Linked DNA regions of Arachis hypogaea: region 2 is linked to region 1. Evidence: chromatin contacts called from public Hi-C data. All regions are on one chromosome and are shown on one strand. The core of a region is the stretch at or near the end of the contact, and the rest is flanking DNA. Distances in the headings are between cores, read along the strand shown. Region 1 has its middle 10 kb from the start of LOC112783236. Region 2 overlaps LOC112784545 (floral homeotic protein AGAMOUS).

Region 1 (3,274 bases), core at 445-2,944:
CATGGTGATGAGATTTGCAGAACTATTGTAAATGTCAGGAATAGATAGGAGAAAATTGCTCTTTGGATTAAGAATGTTACAAATGAAGCTGCTCAAGTTTTGAATTAGGTCTTTCTATCTTCTAAAAATTGAGTATATTATTAGTTGTTAATTGTAATTTACTAAAGAAAAAGTTCAAATGTGTTTATATGTAAATGACATACCTAATAATGGACTTGTTAAGCTGTTTGATATTGAGTGCAAATAAACAACATAATTCAGTTATTTACAGTGACGGATAAAGATTGTGATGTGAAAATCATTTATTCATTGCATTAATGAATTGAATTTATATGTATGATTCGTGATGTAAGTTAACATGTTCTCTTTTTTGTTTTTTGTTTCTAAAGTTGTTGGCAATGATTGGGAATAGGAAGGAGAAAATTGCGTCCGCTAAGTTCAAGCAAGCAGTTTGGGGCAGCTCCAAAAGACCTATTTACACGTTCTAAAGGTCAAGCTTTTTTCTTTTTCTATTTTTTTATTATTGGGAAAATAAAAAATTGTCTTTTCCTTAGTTTCTTGATGAGATATTTATTATATATATATTTTGCTTGTTTGTTTTTTGGTTTAGGGTTTAGAATTTTTTAGGATTTTTTTAGGGTATTTAGAGTTTTTTAGAATTTTCTAGAATTCTTTTAGGATTTTTTTGGGATTTTTTGGGATTTTCTAAGGTTTTTCTAGGAGTTATTAAGATTTTTTTAAGAATTTTTTAGTATTTTTTTAGATTTTTCTAGGATTTTCTAGGGTTTTTATGGTTTTCTAGGGTTTTTTAGAGTTTTCTAGGATTTTTTAGAATTTTCTAGAGTTTTCTAGGATTTTTTTAGGGTTTTCTAGGACTTTTTAGGATTTTTTAGAATTTTCTAGAATTTTTTAAAATTTTCTAGGATTTTGTAGAGTTTTCTAGGGTCTTTTAGAGTTTTTAGAATTTTTTAATATTTTTATGATCTTTTAAGTTTTTTATGATTTTCTAAGATTTTCTAAAGTTTTTTAGGTTTTTCTAGGATTTTTTAAGGTTTTTTTAGGATTTCTTAAGATTTTCTAAGGGTTTTTCAGATTTTTTAGGATTTATTAGGATTTCTTAGGATTTTTTATGATTTTTAGAGTTTTTTAGGATAATGTTATGTGAAAATCATTGATTCATTATATTGATGATTTGAATTTATGTGTATGATTTGTGATGTAAGTTAATATGTTTTTTTTTTGTTTGTTTCTAACGTTGTTGGGAATGATTGGAGAACAATTTGATCATGGTGATGAAATTTACAGAATTATTATAAATATCAGGAATAGGCAAGAGAAAATTGCTCTTTGGACTAAGAATGCTACAAATGAAGCTGCTCAAGTTTTGAGTTAGTTCTTTCTATCTTCTAAAAATTGAGTATATTACTAGTTGTTAATTATAATTTACTAAAGAAAAAATTCAAATATGTTTATATGTGAATGTCATACTTAATAATGGACTTGCTAAGCTATTTGATATTGAGTGCAAATAAATAATATAATTCGATAAAAATTGTGATGTGAAAACTATTTATTCATTGCATTAATGAATTGAATTTATGTGTATGATTCATGATGTGAGCTAATATGTTCTCTTTTTTGTTTTTTGTTTTTTGTTTCTAAAGTTGTTGGCAATAATTGGGAATAGACAGGAAAAAATTGCTTTCGCTAAGTCCAAGCAAGCAGTTTGGGGCAACTCCAAGAGACCCATTTACACGTTCTAGAAATCAAGCTTTTTTCTTTTTCTATTTTTTTATTATTGGTACAGTAAAAAATTGTCCTTTCCTTAGTTTTTTGATGAGATATTTATTATATATATTTTGCTTGTTTATTTTATATTTTGTGTAGGTATCAGCATATCTCTGTATTCGCAAAAATAAAAAAAAATAAATAAATTTTTTTTATGTTTTATTTTAACTAGTAATTATTGTATATGTTGTGTTATTTTAATTTATTATTTAAGAAAAGTATGTTTAATATTATTTTAAAAGTAAAAATATTTAAAAGAATAAAAAAAAATTATTGATATTTTTTTAATAAAAATAAATTTTAAAAATATTTTTGTATTTTACGTATATATCCGATATTCGTGTGATCGGATCCAAATTTAAAGAAAGTGGATATTAAATCCCTAATGGCCACAGCCTGAAAATAAAGATAATACCTAAGGCCCATATAATATCCACCGGACTCTCAGACCAAAAATAAAACATATTGGGAAAACAAATGAATTATTTTTCTTTAGAGCAAAACCAAACACTACTACATAGAGGGGTGGGACGAGGGAGACGTGTTATACCATGACAAAAACTAACTCAGACCACAAAAAATATATATATAAAAAGATAAAATAATACCAAAAAAAAAAAAAGGGAAAAACACAACTACCAAGCTTGCTTTTGGTTAATTGGAACTATATGCATATATGGCAAACGATTTTTCACTATCCACCTTAACAAAACAGAGTTTTAGAAACAAATTTAGAATACTTGTTAAGAGAATAAAATACAAAATTTAAAATTTTTAACATATATTAATACATTACTAAAAAACATATATTTTATATTCAAGCTAATTGTATTAATATCCTAGTTGAGTGAAGGTAAAATAATGAGGTGAAAGGAAGCAAGCAATGATAAAAGAGGTTATGGTGTCACAAAAACACAAATCACAATGTTTTAGCCCCAAAATTCTTAGATGCTTTGAATATTTTTATTCTGATGAGTTAATTATCTTATACGTTAGTATTATCAGCTTATCATTATTTTTAGTTTAAGTTTTAAAATATTAATAAAATAAAAGTTGATTTCAAAGTGATAACATAAATAATACGGAATAAAAATACAAGAAATTTTCATATGATCCCACAGAGCAGAGCATCTTACTGTTCACCACTAATAGACAATTGCAACTGTCCCCCTTTCTTTTTCTACTCTTCACGTTCATTATTACAACAGATTATATTCAAGATTCTATCATTTTCTCTCCTTATTATGGCAATGGCAATGTAGAACAGATCAAAATCTGATGTTGAATTTAAGCTTAAGAGATATCTCTTCTAAGTCTCGATTGGAACTTTGATTCCATGTAGTAATAATTAAAAGTTAACATCACATTAAAAATGCAACAAAAAACTGAAATATTTAAAATATGGAAAAGTATATGGAACACTTCTAAATTAGCAAAAAATGGAATAACTTAATTAATTATAAATATAGTAATTAGTTTTATTTAT
Region 2 (3,479 bases), core at 150-2,649, 46 kb after region 1:
TTGTGAGAAAAAGTAAAAAATGTCATGAGAACGCTAATTTCCACAACTCCCCATCAATGGGGTTAAGTTCAATGTTGGCGTCCTGACCTTTCGTTAAAAGGTTTATATGCCCACAACCAATCAATAACATGAGGGGAGGCCATGTTCTTATGACAGCTCCATTCGCGGTCACTGGGAATGTAGACCTGGTAGTTCGCCTCCTAGGGGCCTCCCCGCATAAGGAGCCAGAGTCCCGAAGAGCCTGAAGATCCTCTCTGGTTACTTGAGACAGCGTATCTTTCACATTCAAAGTAATCCAAGCATAAAAATTAATAACATTCGGCGTTAGTGGTCGAGCCACACCTACAGTAGAGGCACCACTCGAGTTAACTCAGGAGATCGTATAGTCGGAAGATAAATAAAACGAAACTACCGCTAACTACACTAATAATCCATGATGCTCACGCTAATATCCAGGGCATAGATTCAAGAAATAGACACCTAAATTGTACCCCCTAGCAACTATCTAACGTGGGCTATGTGGATTCAAGCAAACATGAACCAAAATAAAAAAGGAGAGTGGCATGCAATGATCTACAAAAATAACTACAACTACAGAGCAGTACAATAAAACAACAAAAGAAATTAGGAATGCTTACTAGGAAGATATGCAGAAGGTAGGAAAGTGAAAGCAAATGGAGAAAGGAGCGCAGATGTCTCCCAAACAAAAGCAACTCAGAGTAAAAATGGAAGAGAAGCGAAAACAGAAGCGAATGAGATAGGGAATGGAAAATGAGGAATGAGGGAAGTTTTGGAGAAAGAAAGAATGGTAACCGTCAAGGAGGGAGCGCGAAAAGGCAGGAGCATAATAGTCCTTTTTCCTGGGTTTTCAAATTAATCATAATGAGTATCAAATGGCCAGCGCGAAGTTCGAAGCGACGCACCAAGCTACGTATAGGGGCAATACACGCGCACGAGGTCATGGTCCCCGCTGACGGACTCTCGACCTAAGGAGAAATCAACCAGGGAAAGGGCGAGTAGCTAAAATGCGCCGATTACTGCCTGGGCTTGCGATCAGCGCGTTGGGGGAATTGTTCCGCCCCAGCCCACTAGCAAGTTGGGCCTGGATACCGAGTCAACGATCCGACGGGTCTTTCGACCCGCGAATCCCCTCCTTTCTTACCTGATTACAGCACCTAGACAGCTGGAAGGAAGCTTCCAAGAAGGAGGATCTGTTCCTGTGGGTCCCGCTTTAGTACAGACTATATAAGGGGAGGACCCTACTCCTCCCCCAAGTATGTCACCTATTCTAACCCTAATAACCGCCTTTTGTATGGACACTAACTTGAGCGTTGAAGTTCTTGCAAGTGGCTCTCCCTTCCCCCACTCCATCACGTTTAATTTCGTCAACTCCGAAGAGCCTCGTCTGTCTCACCCCTAGAACTCATCCAGGCCAAACATCCAACGACCCACCAATCCTCAACATTCATTGGACCAGACCCCGTTTCGAACTTGAGCAACCAAACAATTAAATTTTAAACAATTCTATAATTATGAATTTATAATGATTGAAAAATAAAAAGAAATTGACAAATTTAGTTTAAATATAAATACTTTGATATAATTTATATACTTAGTTATATATTTAGTCCTGTATTATAGGTTGATAAAATTTAAAAAAAATAAATTATGTATTTTAATTAAAGTGCTGGCTCTTGAAACTTTCTCTAATAATAATAAGATCATAATAATTAATATTCATTTGTTACGTTGCAACCAATCAATGACTATCCCAGTTCTGTTCTAGTATATACGAAGCTACATAATTGATTGTTCAAGTTTAGTTAATTATTTAGCATTCTTAGAGAATGATTGTCAACCAAGTCATCGCTACTAAAACTTATTTTTCTTCTGTTCTCTCTCTTATCTGAGGCTGAAATAAATAACCTCCCTCAGTTATTCAACTTGTAATATACATATAAATTAAACTCATCTCTTAGATCTAATCCTATTTATTTGGCAAATAAATATGCATATATATGTCAAGAAATTAAAGTAGTGTCTTGTTGATAATCTTAGTACACATACTAATTAATATAAACATAATAGAGATGGAGCAGTTGAGAATATATAGATACAGGGTAGTCTTATGAGTGATGAAAGCCTAAGATTGCAACTACACATATATTAATTAATGGTTAAATCCCATGCAATGCATCCTCATATATTTTGCTGCTTATATTACGTACTAGCAAGTTGGTAATAATTAGGTAGCTAGGGTGACAATCACAATCACAATGACATCAACTGCACAAACAAAGAAGAATATATAGTTAGTTAGATTAGTTATTAATTAGTTGATTCCATATAATTAATGAATGAATGTTACTACTTACTAGTACTTACTCTTAGACTAATTGAAGTGACATTTGGTCTTGGCGTGCATACTGACTATTGGGTTGTAAGCCAGTGACTTGAAAGTAGCCACGAGAATCAAATTGCTGCTGCTGATGCTGATGCTGATGCTGATGTTGTTCATGAGATTGATGCATTGAATCATAGTTTGTGGGTCCAGTAGTTGGCAACACACTCATGTTGTTCCTCTCACTTTCTGCTATCTACCAACACCAACACCATATATAATTAGAAGAAATCAAAGACACATGATATAGAGAGAGAGAAAAAGAAACCTTAGCTCGAAGAAGCTGGTTGTTGTTGTGCAAATCTATCTCCTGCACCAGTTAACATAAGTTAGAGGATTCAAGTGATCAATGTCATCTTTAATTATGTGGATAAATATAATTCCAAAACTAGCCCTCTAGTATATATAGACTTATAGTCACATCCTCTTCAATTTAATCATTACTAGTTTCTAAAAAGAAAATGTTTAGTCAAAAGCCACTTTCAACTGAAGAACAAAAGTAGAAATTTTTACCCTCTTTTGCATGTATTCAATTTCAGCAAACAGCAGCTCGTTCTGTTGTATGTAAATAAAGGTTATTAGCAACATAATTAACAATGAAAAAATTAAGACCATATTACATAAATCAAATAAAAACATTATAATACCTTTTTGGAACGAATCTTGCTGATTCCTTTCTCTAATTTACCCTCCAGGTTTTTGAGATCCCTCACATTCATACTGCTTAATGATTCACCTAGAATTTGCCTACAATTCAATTCAATTCAATTTTCTTTTCATAATATATATATATAGATATGGAAGCTCAAATTGAACAATACAGATTCCAAACAACTAAATGCTTTGAAATTTTAATCCCTTCAAACTTTCTTGTACCACAAAACAGTTCAACTTAATTAATTACCTGTTGTTATTCTGCAGGTTACTAATTTGGGCACGCAGTTTTTCTGCTTCTTGCTGGTAATACTGCAAAATATAATGTAATTTAATTAATATAATGATAATTATGGTTATCATGGAATATATATAAAATAATATGTTCTATACATATACCTGAGCATTAATCTCGGAAGCAGAT

Evidence for each region. Hi-C and Micro-C count contacts between places; a contact is called where the count stands out from the background.
Region 2: a Hi-C map of leaf shows a contact between it and region 1, with 2.8 times the contacts expected there. The contact joins two enhancer-like sites.

What each region holds. Positions count from the first base shown.
Region 1 is chr20:2,809,782-2,813,055 of arahy.Tifrunner.gnm2.J5K5, forward strand. No RefSeq gene overlaps it. Among protein-coding and RNA genes, the nearest start is that of LOC112783236, 10 kb to the right of the region's middle. Within about 2 kb of position 1,695, at least 3 of the 3 cell types and tissues checked have open chromatin away from gene starts, as enhancers often do.
Region 2 is chr20:2,856,327-2,859,805 of arahy.Tifrunner.gnm2.J5K5, forward strand. LOC112784545 (floral homeotic protein AGAMOUS) reads right to left here. Exons shown (of 9, transcript XM_025827785.3): 3 at 3,455-3,479; 4 at 3,306-3,367; 5 at 3,049-3,148; 6 at 2,915-2,956; 7 at 2,670-2,711; 8 at 2,386-2,597; 9 at 2,043-2,286. The coding sequence ends at 2,388. Among protein-coding and RNA genes, the nearest start is that of LOC112784545, 7.9 kb to the right of the region's middle. Within about 2 kb of position 1,400, at least 2 of the 3 cell types and tissues checked have open chromatin away from gene starts, as enhancers often do.